Linked DNA regions of Rattus norvegicus: region 2 is linked to region 1. The links are chromatin contacts, called in public Hi-C maps. All regions are on one chromosome and are shown on one strand. The core of a region is the stretch at or near the end of the contact, and the rest is flanking DNA. Distances in the headings are between cores, read along the strand shown. Region 1 overlaps Kazn (kazrin, periplakin interacting protein). Region 2 overlaps Kazn (kazrin, periplakin interacting protein).

Region 1 (6,684 bases), core at 2,758-5,257:
TAGAAGAAAGGTGGCCGGCCCGTGAGTACGTGGTGGGAGTGGGGAAGGGGGCAAGAACAGAGGAGAACAAAGAGAGAAGTAAGAGGGGAGGAAGAGGAGGGGGCAAGCAGCCCCTTTTATAGTGTCAGGCACAGCTGGCTGTTGCCAGGCAACTGTGGGGCGGAGCATACCTGGCTGTTCCCAGGTAGCTGTGGGGGTGGAGCTTAGACAGAATACCAAGACATGGTGTCCTTGGTTTGAGGCCAGGACCTGTTTCTCTTGCTCAGTGGCTCTCCTTTTCCCTTCCCCTCTCCCCCTCCCCCTCTCTCCCCACCCCTCTCCTTCTCCCCCTCTTTCCCTCTCTCTTTCCCTCAGTCTCTCCCCCTCCCTTCCTCTTTCTCCCCATCCCTCTCCTCCCCCTCTTTCCCTCTGTCTTTCCTCCTCCTCCCTCTTTCCCTCTGTCCCTCCCCCTCCCTCCCTCTCTCTCTCCTCCCCTGCCTCCCATAATTTTTAACACTGGGGCCTCAATTTCCTCCTCCATGAAACAGGTTCCGCTGGGCCTTACCTCAGTGATAGAGCACATGCCTGAAGCCAGGGGGTTCCATCCCAAAACAGCTCAACCAGCTTCAGCCCCACCCAGAGCCCAAGGGCCAGAAGAGCAGATATGGATAGCGTGTTCCCCCCAGTGTGCTATGGGACCTGGTTTGAGACTTAGAACCAAGGGGACAGGAAGTTCGGTGCTGGGGCTGGATAGGTTTTGACAATTAATGCATGGAGATTCTGTAATGTATGAGGACTTCACATAGCAGTTGACAAGTGACAAGAACCCACAGGGCCTTAGCATGGCGCCTGACACCCCCCTAGTGTCATAGTTCAGGAATCATTAGATGTTTGGATTGGGGCTGGTTTTCTTTTCTTTTCTTTTTTTTTTAAATATACATTTTTATTTATTCATTAACATATGTGAGCACACTACAGCTGTCTTCAGACACACCAGAAGAGGACATCGGATCCCCATTACAGATGGTTGTGAGCCACCATGTGGTTGCTGGGAATTGAACTCATGACCTCTGGAAGAACAGTCGGGTGCTCTTAACCGCAGAGCCATCTCTCCAGCCCAAAGGGCTGATTTTCTTTAAATGACTTCATTTTTACTTGCGCGTTACGTATATCATATGCGCACATGGGTGCAGGTACTGCCTTAGATGGGTGCTGAAAACTAAGCTCTGGTCCTTTGCAACACCAGCTTGTACCCTTAGCTGCCAAGCCATCTCTCCAGCCCCAGAAGCGCCGTAGTACCCAATAAAGTGAAAGCTCAGAATTTGGGGTGACTTGGCCCACATCTCCTGGAGCTTAAAGTCCCTCTGCACACACCATGACCCTACAAAGCCAAAGACTATGACAACACCCGTCACCATCGCACTAGCAGTGGTTCCAGTGACCTGGTTGCTGGAATGAGACCTGCCTGGGTGAAGCCAGTTTGTGGGAATGCAGACAGAGCACTGGCTGGCTGCCACCTCAAGAGACTCACCCCGGAGAGGCAAGCCTCACACCTGCGGCTTACCCGGAGAGAAAGAGAAAGCATCTGTTGTAGTTAGGGAGCAAGGCAAGGGAGGAAGGGCTCTGCCATCTCCTCGGGGCTATGTGTGTAGATTTAAATGACTTCTCATGCACCCGGGGTGGAGGATTGCTTGTTGAGGTGAGTGTCTCAGTACCCACCTCCGGTCTGGCCACTTTGCAGTCTGCTGCCTTGCTGGGTGTTATGCCCACTTCTTTACCTTGAGCTGGTATAGCGTTCCAGGGGCTCTCTGTCAGTTTCCTTCAGTGGGGGACTTTTTTTTTTCTTTTCTTTTTTTTCGGAGCTGGGGACCGAACCCAGGGCCTTGCGCTTGCCTAGGCTAAATCCTCAACTGAGCTAAATCCCCAACCCCAGTGGGGGACTTTTGTGGCAGATGACAGATCCATAGTATCACAATCTTAGTGCGCTCTTGCGCTCTCTCTCTCGCGCTCGCTCTCTCTCTCTCTCTCTCTCTCTCTCTCTCTCTGTGTGTGTGTGTGTGTGTGTGTGTGTGTGTGTGTGTGTGTGTGTGTGTGTTAGAAACCCTTGTGTTGGTTGGACATTGGTCTCTATGTTTACAGTCTCAGTGGCATCTGGTGGTTTGAATGAGAAATGTCCCCCACAGGCTCATGTACTTGTACACTCAGTGCCCACTTGGTGGCGCTGTTCGAGAACCTTTATGGGGTAGCACCTTGCTGATGGAAGTATGTCACTGGGGATGGACCTTAAGGATTCATAACCTTGATCACTTCCACTTCCTGTTCCCTCCCTCCGTACCCACCTCCCCCTACTCAGGTTCTTCCACTCTCGATCCCCGTAGTGTGGGTGAATGGGATCAGGTTCCTGCAGCCGTGCTTTCTCCGCCTGTTTCCATGCCAACTCGCCATGATGGTCTCTGTCCTCTGGAACCATAGCAGAAGGAGCACTTTCTTTCCTAAGTCTCTTTTGTAAGAGCATTCCACCGTAGCCATTGAACAGGAGTTAATACAAGGAGGTTAGGTTGACTTAAACATGGCCTTCACTCCCAGAGCTTTCTTAGATTCTAGGTCGGAAGCCTAGTGGGGTGCAGCTGGAGTTGGTCAGGGCACCCACGTTGAGCAGGCACCCACGTCCTGTGAGTTGGGAATGGCTTGGGTTGTACCTCATCATGGGAGCCCCTCAAACACTGGGGCATGCTGTCCTGAATCAAGGCCTCCTGATGCTGGTGAATCTCCAAGCAGCTGAGAGCAAAAACCGGTTCTCACTGGTTAAGACTTACGGTACGACAAATCAGAATCCTAGAGGTTCAGTTTCTAACCACAAGGGCAATGGTGGCAAGGGTTGGGGGCACCAACCAAGTCCTCAAGGACGTTTATCTCCGTTACACCTACCAATCTGTGTAGGAGTCATACAGATGAGGGTAGGTACAGGATAGAACAAAGCCTATCATTGGACAAGAAGGAAGGATGGGCAGGAGAAAAGTCTAAGGGAAGAGGAGGAGACTGGAATAGAAAGGACGGAAAACTGGAGGAGACGGCAGAGTAGCCGAGGAGAGAACATGGAGCCTGACGTTAGGATTCCACTCTGTACATTTACAGGTTGTTATGAATGTAATTAAGGGATGGCTGTGTACAGGGCTTTGTATGCTTAGGTGGGCAATTATATCTTATCAATTAGGACAGAGGTCATTGTGTTGTGTGTTCTTTCTTGTGGAGAATTTGAGAGAGTATGTGGTGGCAGCAGAGACACTGGGCCACCGCAGAGTTGGGATGTGTATTTCGGGCGACATATCTACCAGATATCTTGGGTCACTGCAGTGCAGGAACTAATGGGGGTAAAAGACAGCTTTTCATTTTTTATAATTTTAAAACAACAAGTCTGTAAGCCAGACCATCAACCCTGGTGCACCCCAGCTATGCCACTAACTGGTTGTATGGCCAGAGCGTCCCCTCTGGGGTGGGATAAGAGGACCCGCCCACCCACCTCTATAAAAGTGCATCTGAAATGCCAGTGATGTGTGGTGCTGACCCAGGCTTGCTTGTACAGGGCTTGCAGACTGGATCTTGGATCTTTGTTGGGTCCTGGAGTTTCTTTTGGTTGGATGGTTGGTTGGTTGTCTTTTCTTTATAGTGTGTGTGCAAGGAATCGGAGGACAACTCGCAGGAGTCAGTTCTTCCCCCTCCGTGTGTGCCTCAGGGTTCAAACTCGAGTCGTCAGGCAGGATGGCAAGCACCTTCACTCACTCGGTGGTTTTGCCTTCCTATATGTCGGAGTTCCTTAAAGCCAGGTTCCCTGGAGTTCCTTAAAGCCAGGTTCCCTGGAGTTCCTTAAAGCCAGGTTCCCTGGTAACGGGCTGCACCAGGTTGGAGAGCTGGCGTGGCTTTGTCCTTAGCTCCACCCTGAAAGCTCTCGGCTCAGTAGGTCTGGAAGCCTAGCCCTCGTGACCTCAGCCGCTGTGCTGCCAAGCTAGCTGCCAAGAGGACAGAGTCAGCCAGGTTCATTGGGAGGCTCAAAGCTGGAATTTTGAATGCTGACTAGTCCTGGAGTCCCCACCGTGCAGGGTTCCCTGTGGCTCTCTGAGTGCAGCTGCGTGGCCTCAGATGCCCCACCTGCAACCGGAATTACAAACAGTTGTGAGCTGCCTGGCGGATACTGAGAAGTGATCTCCGGTCCTCTCCGAGAGCAGCAAGAGATCTTAACCACAGAGCAATCTCTCTAGCCCCAACAGTTGTCTTTTTATTATTGACTTAGATTTTATTTTTAAAATTTTTATTGACCGTGTGTGTGTGTGTGTGTGTGTGTGTGTGTGTGTGTGTGTACACGTGTGTACATACACCAAGTTCACATCACAGGACACATGTGGAGGTCAGAGGACCGCTAATAGGAGTAGGCTTTTCTTTCGAGGGGTTCTTGGTGATTGAACTCAAGATTGTCAGGTTTGACGATGGGCACATCTACCAGCTGAGCTGTCTTGCTGGCCTGGAATTTATTTTTTTTACATTCTAAATGTCTCCTCCTCAATAAGGGACTTGAAATATTCTCTCCCTTCTGCGAGCTGTCTTTTCTTGTTCTCCGTGTCTCCCTGTGAAGCACAGAGTTTTTAATTCGACAGAGTCCAGTTTATCCCGTGCGTGGCCCGTATCATTTGTGTCTTGTCTCGCATGTCATTGAGCCCTACATGTTAATAATCAAGTGGGCCTTATGAGAGAGAGTCTTGGATGGGACTGAGCTGTTCTGTGGGCTCAGGGGGGACGGTGATCCTGGCGCCATTTCAGTTACAGCATCAGGAGCTCCCCATGTATGACCCCTCTGAGGCTAGCCCTGCAGCCCAGCAGGGCTTCCATGCACACAGCCAAATCAGAGAGATAAAAAAGGAGCTGTTCACACAGCAAGCATGGGTCCCTGCAGTGGTATGGATGGGGTTCCAGGAGAGACACTGTACCGGGTGAACCCCATTTCTCATCTGGACAGAAAACACCCAGAGGAACAGCTAGGGTATCAGGAGCTAATTAATCCTCTGCCCTGTCCACAGCCATGAAAGCTGACCGGAAGCGCTTAAAGGGCGAGAAGACCGACCTGGTGAGCCAGATGCAGCAGTTGTACGCCACGCTGGAGAGCCGCGAGGAGCAGTTGCGAGACTTCATCCGCAACTATGAACAACACCGCAAGGTCGGTGTCCCTCTGGACCCCTGCCCTCCTCTCCCACACCCTTCCCTCTCCTGTCCCTTTCTCCCGCCCTCCCCTCTCAGACACACACGATCTCGTCTCCACACTTAAGCAAGCGTGGCCTCGGCCTTGAATCCCAGAGCACCCTTGGCAGCTCTGCTGTCTTCATCTAATCTGAACAATCCAAGAAATCCAGGCCAGCTCCTGGTTGGGCCCTGTGTCCCTAGGTGGACAGTGTAGACTCGGGAATCTAGCTGCTTCACAAATCCTTCCTCCTCTGGGTATACCCTTGGACCTCCCACTCACCCTAGAGCCTCAGTTTCCCCTTCTGTGGAAGGTGCAAAGCTATTGTGAGGACCAAGATACTGAGTACCGAGCAGGAGGAGCCTTGCATCTCAATAACCACATAATTGAAGTAGGCGGAGTTTCGAGCAGCAGTGGGTGACAGCAGGGCGGTCTGTCCGCATGCCCAGAGGGCTCTCCAAGGGCATCATGGAACAGGCGTCACAAGAGTTGGGCTCTGTATTACCCTTCTCATGATGAAACTCTTCTCTTGCTTTGACGGCTGTCAAAAGCAATTTCATGGGGAAGGGGTTTGTTTTGGGTAAGAGTTGGAAGACACGATCCGTTGTGGCGGAAGAGATGTGAGGTGGCCAGCCACATCGCATCTGCAGTCAGGAAGCGGAGAGCGATGGATGCTTAACTCGTGGTCTCCTTATTCGGTTTGGACCTCTAGCATTTAGGATGGCGCCACCGGGTGGGACTTTCCGCCTCAGTGAACCTCATCTAGAAACTCCCTCACGGAGCCACCTAGAGACCCATTTCCTGTTGGGTTGACACCGCCCCCGGGCTCTGTGGGAGAGGAGGAGTTTCTAATTACATGAGAGATTTGGTCAGTGAGACTCTGTATAGAGTGTGCAGGGTATATACCTCCCGCCCCAGTCAGGGGGTCTTTGCTCACGAGCCACAATTGAGAAGGTGTTTCACCCAACGTTGTGCAGGTCAGAAAGACTGGGCGAGCAAGATGGCTCGGTGTGTAAAGGCACTTGCCGCCAAGCCTGATGACCTGAGTTCAATTCCCGGGACTCGCATGATGGGAGGGGAGAAGTGGCTTCTATGAGTTGACCTCTGTCCTCCATAGGCTGTGTGGGCAGGGCTGCCACTCCGTTGTGCACATGGACCTGAAGTAGAAACATTCTTTCATGTGCGTGTCCCCTGCGTGTCACTGGGTCTACGATGCCTGACAATTTGAGGGAAGAAGGATTTATTTGGGCTTACGGTTTCAGACCATCATGGAGGTGCTCACATGACCAGCCGGAAAGAAGAGCACAAAGGCTGGAGGGAAATGTAAGGGAAGCAGAGAGCAATGGCTGGGGCCACAGCAGCAATAAAGCCCTCAGAGGCTTACCTCCAGGACCCTACCTACTTCTGCCAGCCAGGCCCTACTTCCCGAAGGCTTCACACTCCCCACAGAGTGCCCCCAGGCAGGGGACAAGCACGCA
Region 2 (7,048 bases), core at 88-2,587, 68 kb before region 1:
CCCTGTTGCTGGGATCCCCAGGGTGCATCACCAGGCCAGTGTATATTGGGATTTGGTCAAGCAGGTGTCTCTCGGAAGGACTGGATGCTGCCTTGCCCTTGTGAGTCACTGGAGAATCTCCACAGTGGTTGCAAACAGTCTTGATTTTCTCAGTAATATTCCAGTTTGAGTTACCTGGTCCATTTGTCACTCGATCTGCAGGAAGGAGGGTTTATGCTTCTATTCATCGTCTCAAGGAAAGCGGCACCTCCCACCCTGAGGTCCGCCTCTGCCATCATGATTAGCTTGTTCCCCCACCCCCTGGAGCTGAGGACCGAACCCAGGGCCTTGCGCTTGCTAGGCAAGCACTCTACCACTGAGCTAAATCCCCAACACCACCCACCCACCCCTCCCACCCCCGCCTCTGCCATCATGATAGGGTAAGTTGTCACAAATGTTAGATCAGGTGGATTTTCGAGCGAGCGGACAAGCTTTTGCCCCAGCAGATAAACCAAGCACATCGTTAAAGCTGGCCAAAGCAATCACGCAGGAGCCCAGTGTTGTGAGTCACTAAGGGCTTAAACACTCTAGAGAGGGGAGCCAGGCTGGGGAGGTGTGCACAAGCGTGTGCATGTGCGTGTGTGTAGTTATTTCCCCTCAGTAAAGGCGTTGGATGTCATATGTGTCAGATGAGTGCCTTCCAGGGAGGGGGGACGTCGGGATCACCGCCAATTCTCAGGGGCCACCTCCTCTGCAGTCCCTGTGCAAGCCTTCGTGATGGTAGAGACCTCAGGTTTTCTCTCGTTTGCTGCTTGGATGCTTTCAAAAGAGGCCAGATGGAGGACTCTGCTCAGGGTGATTCCGCTCAGCTCTTGCCCAATATCCACGGCCCTGCAGATGCTGTAGAAACCCCTGATCTGGAAGAAATTCCCAGCCAGGTGGGAACTGCAGGTATGTGAGACCCGATGTCTCAGCCCTGGCCTGGAGACACTGAATCCTGGCTGTGCAGAAGGGGGCCAGGGAGGGCAGTGTGGTTTCTGTCCCCTTGTCCATGCTAGATTTGAGGGAGTGTACCAGGAAACACCCACCACCTGGCACCTGGTGGCTGATCCGCAGGTGCCTGGATTAGGATGTTGGCACAGGCTAGTTTGGGCTGTAACTTTATCGCAGGCATTGAATGTTTCATGCCTTTCAATTGTGTGGAAGCTTCGGAAGGCTCTCCCTAGAGAATGACAAAGAAGGTGCAAACAACAGCCGGGTCTCCTGGGAGCTTTGTTCCCACACCTACCTACACAGCCCTGACACCAGACTCCTAACTTTGAAACCCTGTGCACTGAAGCAGGGAAGAATGTGCCCTTTCCCCAGGACAGCGAAGAATGTGTTCTTTCCTTAGGGCATTTGCCAAGATTCAAGTTTTGCTCTGATGCAGGCGCTAAGGTCTGTTGATCCCCATGGCCAGGAGATAGCTGGCATTCTCCCCATCCTACAGATGAAACCGTTGAGGCCCAAAGAAGTTATTGGATACTAAGCGTCTGTTCCAGATTGCCTTCTGCACAGCAAGGCCATCATTCTCGGTGGTTTGGGCCACAGCAGAAGTCAAGATCCTGGGAAAACCGTGGTCTTTCCTTTCTGCCTTTCTGTTTTTAATTTTAGCTTTGTTTCCTTTCTGAGACAGGGTCTCATGCAGCCCAGGCTGGCCTTGAACTTGGTTATGGCAGAGGATGACCATGAGTTTTTAGACCTCCTACCGTCTATCTCTCAAGTGCTGGGACTGTAGGCTTATTCTGGGGTGTGTGTGTGTGTGTGTGTGTGTGTGTGTGTGTGTGTGTGTGTGTGTGTGTGTATGTGTGATGTCTCTCTCTCACTACACTAGTCAAGCCTCACACTTAGCCCTCCTGCCTCAGCCTCCGTAGTGCTAAGATAACAGGCATGAGCTGTTGAGCTGGCCTACGGGCTGTTCTCTCAGGCCTGTAGTTCCCAGAGCTGTTCCTACCTCTGTGTCCTTAAGAGAATCCACCCATAACCCCCGCCCCCAAACCCCACCAGAATTTCACTAGTAGTGGATCCGTGCTAGGAGAGTGTTCTGTCCCCACCTGCCTTTGCTGTTTAGGAACCCAGAATGCAGACCCTTGAGCGGGGAACCTAAAGGCCGGGCTAAGTAAATCTCTTCTGTGGTGCGGTGTGGAGGCTGAAGCCTGGAAAGGGACAGACGCCCGGAAGCCATGACTACTGGTTTTCAGGGTCAGGTGGGTTCTAATGAAAGTCATATGAGGCCCTTGGGATATAGTCTTCCTCCCTCTTCATTGACTTCCCAGGGGTCTGAAACTGCTGAGACAGATCACAGTAGTCTGGGGTGCTGGTTACCATGAAGGGTTTGTATTGTTTTTTTCTTAGCCGTGGCTCTCCCAGGCTGGTAGAGAAGTAACCTTGTAGCTGAGGATGACCTTGAATAATTATAATGACAATAACAACAACAATAGTAAGTCCAGAAGTAACCTTGTAGGTGAGGATGGCCTTGAATAATTAATATAAATAGTAATATTAATAATGATAATAGTAATGAACGAATTCTCCTTCCCTTTGCCCTCTTGTTCCTTCTCTTCCTCTTCTCTTCTTATTCCTCCTCTTCCTCCTCCTCCTCCTTTTCTTCTTCTGAGGCAGGGTCTCCGTAGGTAGCCCTGGCTGACCTGGAACTTCCTAAGTAGATCAGGCTGGCATCAAACTTACAGAGACAGTAGAGTGCTCAGACTACACTGGTACTCACTCCCACACCCCCACACCACTAAGCGAGGGTTCTAAGTGTCTCAGATTCAAAGCCCCGAGTGTTTTTGTTGTTGTGATATATCCCCTTTGGGAAACCGGCTCTTATTGTAGGCTAGCCTTGAACTTCTAACCCTCCTGCTTCCACCTCCCAGTTCCTAGGACTACGGGCTCTTGGCTATACCGTTGTGTGTTTGTTGTTGCTCTATGCAATCCTGGGGATGCAACCCATGGCCCTGTGCATGTTGGGCAAGCATTGTACCGGCTGAGCTACATTCCAGCCCTGCGTTTTGACACAGGATTCCACAGACCAGACTTTGAAGACTTGCCCTTTGCCTTTTGGGCGGGGTCGGGCATTCTGGCTTCCCTGAATTCTAATATCACTACCAGCAGTCTTTCTATCTCCCATGGGTGTCAGTAGTGGACACAGCCTAGTTAAACTCATGACTAGGTTTAGCCCCCTCCTCCCTCCATTTTCAGCCATGCGCTGGCTTCCGTTCTTAGACTTTCCATAGAAGGACCACATGGATGGGTTCCTGGTCTTGTGAGCTCAGGAGCCCCTGCTGTGCTAAGACAGACACAGGGCACTCAGTTGCCCCTACGTAGGGTCCGCCCAGGGCAGCCCACAGTGTTCTAGTGCCTTCTGTTGAAATGCTGTCCCTGGCTGTCCAGAGCCAGTGCCTGGCTGGGTGCTAAGGAGACAGAGGAAGCCAGTTCTTGTTTGCGATTCTTCCATTCTTTGGTTCTTCTGGTCCCCCAAGCCACCGGTGGAGCCTGTTTTTCCAGCCTTTCAGAGCCCAGCCTCCACCCGCCCTGCCCCACGTCCCCTTGGACACTTTTGTTGCTGGTGCTGAGGTTCTGTGGAAGCAGACTCGTTTAGCCGTGCGCCTGTCCGTGTTCCCTTCAGCCACCTCACATTCCTCTCTGCCTTGGAGAGGACCACCGTGAGGACTGCCTCCTTCATATCCTTGGGAACTTTCTCTGTACACTTAGGGGTCAGGGACTTGGGTATTGACGGGTAGATACGCCCTGTTTTGGATCCTCTGCGTGTTGAGCCCCAGGCTGAGTCGATTTAAGTCAATTCTATGGTCCAGGCTGGTGCTGGACATCCTTCCATTTACAGGTTCAAAATTGACATTTGTTTATTTATTGACAAGTGCAAAGGCCTGTGGATACCTTTTGGGAATGGCTTTTGCCTTCAACCACATGAGTCCCTGGGACAGAACTCGGGTTTTCAGGCTTGGAGAGGATTGTTGTAGCCGTTGTTGTTAGTTTGTTGAAACAAGGGTTTGCCCTGTGGCCTAGGCTCACCTTTGGCTCCCGATCTTTCTGCAGCCACCTCCCAAGTGCCAGGATTGCAGGCTGTGTCACCTGTTTGGCTGTGCAGTTGCCTCTTTAAGGGGGTGGGGACAACTTGGTCTCTTATCACCTCTTGGCCATGGTGTATTATTTGTGACTGCCTAGCTTTGAGTCCCCTCCTTATCCCGAGGATCTGCCTAGGGCAGAACGGTGCCCTGGGTTTCACTGGGAGGCAGGGCGTTCTCCAGGACTCAGGGCACCAGGCAAGGCCCTGTGATGCCTTCTCGGGGCATTAAGCTGGGGCCATAATTTGTTCATGTTTGCTTCCAGCCTATGTGCTGGACCTTGCCCTGGATGACCTCTCTGTCTCCCTTCAGATAATGCACCAGGGGATGGATTCCTGGGGTTTGTGGCTCTATAACCACCCACACACCATGGGTAATTCTTGCTGCCTGTGGGCTTCTAGTGTGGCCTGAGCTGGGAGTAATCACTGACCCAGAGCAGCCTTTTGTGGGGCAGATTCCCACAGCGTTCCATTAAAGTCCCGAAGTCAGGTAGGAGGGCAGCTCCATCTATGGCTTTCTTGGGCTCCTCTGAGGTCCTTCTGCTACTCTGGTAGCTGAGAAAGAGGCAAGCTTGCATTCTGGATGCTCCCTGTCAAAAGCAGAAGCTCACCCTGGCTTCTGTCGCCGACGTAAGGCTGTCCATACAGGATGCTTTTTCTCCTGTGGTTCTTCAGGTGTGGCTACAAGTGTCTGCCCTGTGGGAATGTTCTAGAACGGACCCTCTCTTTATAGTGTTAATACAAAACCCTGCTCTTTGGAAGAGTTTATTCTGAGCCACATGCGAGTGCCCAAGACCCCAGGGGCCCTGAGTGGGATTCCATTTCCAAAGAACTTACACACAAACTTCTATAGCCACAGAACAAAAGAAAGTCATGATTCAACAATGCAAGTACCAAATCCGTGCACGGGGACATCAAGTAGGCAGGTGACAGCAGAGCAAGGACTCAGAGATGCTCTCTGCTATCATACGCTGAGGTTGGTGAAAGCTGGGGTCTGCTAAGTCAATACATTGCAAACATGCTACCTCACAGTCACAAGCCCTTGAGGTCAGATCCAGGTTGTATAAATGGCCCGTGAAGGTACCAAAGAGATAGGAGATAATTTTAGCTCTTGACCTGCAACATTCCTTCTCTCCCAGGCACAAGTCCTAAACGGTTTTAACCAGCCCTTCAGAGAAGGAACTTCGGTTCTCAATAGGGGAAACCGAGGCAGGCGCATGGGACAGATGTTTGACAGAAGTTTCCAAAGCCTCGTGGGGATTGGAGAACCGAACTGTACATTTAACTAACTTGTAATCAGTCACTTGTGACCGGTGGTCAATTCAGATGCAATCAGGGCTCCCAGTGTTTCTATGGCCTGTTCCGGATTGCTTATAAAAAACGTAAGGTGTTTGTTTTGCTAAGGCCGTTCCCTAAGGCATGACCACTGGACCATCTGTCTGACTCACCTGGGAACCCATTAAATGTCATTTGTTAGGCCCTGTACCTGACCCAGATAGGGGGAAAAAAAATCTGAAAATGGACCTTTGAATAGGGCATTTTAAAGATCAACTTTATTATATTTTTTGTGTGTGTGTGTGTGTGTGTGTGTGTGTGTGTGTGTGTGTGTGTGTGTGTACACCTGTTGGGACCAGTAGAGACAGCACATCCCCTGGAGTTATAGGCTATTAAATCTTGACTGAATACGAAACCATGGGAAGCAGAGGACCCTCAGGGTTCTTCAGAGTTAATCGATATTTTTATTTCATAATTTAACCATTATGCTAAGATTGGTCCTTCCCATAACCACATAGTACAAATTGGCAGGAATATGTGTAGGGCCACTTCAGTTGGGATTTCTGTCCTAATCCCAAGCCAAGATTTATCGAACGAGTTTTACAGAGCTGAAGTCAGCATCTCGAACAGCAGTTTTTTTGGAGCAGACACTCCCAGCAACACGATCCAAAAATATGCTAGTTTTATGTACATTGAATCTCATGCTGGGAAGAAAATACCAAGAAGTCTTGGTTTCCCATAGTTAAACTGTTTATGTTTCTGTAAGAGCAGAAAGTTCTGCATATCCAATAGAAACGCACAAGTCTTGGATCTGAGCCGAGGGGTTTCAGACATTTCCGTTGGCACCGCACGGCGGGAGGGCACGAGGGCACACACAGAGCGGTGCTCATGTCATGTGATCAGAACCAAGGCCGCAGGGAAGTGGCGGGATGCAGCACGGGGTGGGTGTTGCCGGAATGACCCTAAGTTCCTTACGCTTTTGAACTTGGCTTGATTTTTGTGTGTTCGGAAACCTTTTACTGTTGACAGGTTATTTATGTATTATTTCTTTATTACGATGCTCACATTCAGGACCCAGAGGTTAGGAAGTTGTGGTGCTAAGGAGAAGCATCCTGTGCTTAAGGAGTGGCCTGTGCCGCTGTGCTCCTCATGGTGGAAGTGTGGGCCTTACCCGTCTTTTTGCAGATTTCAGTTTGGTTTTGCTGACACAGGGTTCTCCTTTTGTAGCTCTGCCTGGCCTGGGGCTGTGTACACCAGGCTGACCTCGACCTTCCCGGGGTCTCTCTGACTCTGCCTTCTTTCCAAGTGCTGGCAATAAATGCTATCCCACCACCCTGCAGTTTTGTTTGTTTTTGTTTGTTTGTTTGACTTCTTGATAAGGCAGACCCTCTAGCAGCAGAGGAGGCCACCTCGGGTCCCTTTACCTTCTACCAATCACTCTCTCTTCTCCCCACCCTGCCTTCAGTGAGAATTCACCTGTTGGCACCTCTCAGGTTCTCTGCATTCCCTGCAACGGTGTCTGTGCTTCTCTCCTTCCTATCTCTCTTTGCTCATTGCCGTCGTGGGTGGGCTTACACTAGACCCTCCATCTGTTGGCTCTTTGCATGTGAGTTCCGTCCAGTTGACTTGATATGGAGTACATGACACTTCAGTGAGGTCCCAGGTGAATCC

The links. A called contact is a pair of places that touch in the nucleus more often than the background predicts.
Region 2: a contact with region 1 is called in a Hi-C map of kidney, with 3 times the contacts expected there. The contact joins two enhancer-like sites. A contact is called at or near these places in 9 of 12 Hi-C or Micro-C datasets (the A7r5 cell line, Schwann cells, frontal cortex and 5 more) and 1 of 1 datasets of contacts at active chromatin or transcription factors (oligodendrocytes).

The regions. Positions count from the first base shown.
Region 1 is chr5:159,727,049-159,733,732 of GRCr8, reverse strand. Kazn (kazrin, periplakin interacting protein) reads left to right here. Exons shown (of 15, transcript NM_001415945.1): 3 at 5,049-5,185. Among named protein-coding and RNA genes, the nearest start is that of Tmem51, 72 kb to the right of the region's middle. Within about 2 kb of position 4,007, at least 60 of the 93 cell types and tissues checked have an H3K27ac peak or open chromatin away from gene starts, as enhancers often do. A contact at or near this core is called in kidney, where this site is marked.
Region 2 is chr5:159,791,975-159,799,022 of GRCr8, reverse strand. The region is part of intron 1 of Kazn (kazrin, periplakin interacting protein); the gene reads left to right. Among named protein-coding and RNA genes, the nearest start is that of Tmem51, 140 kb to the right of the region's middle. Within about 2 kb of position 1,337, at least 3 of the 93 cell types and tissues checked have an H3K27ac peak or open chromatin away from gene starts, as enhancers often do. A contact at or near this core is called in kidney, where this site is marked.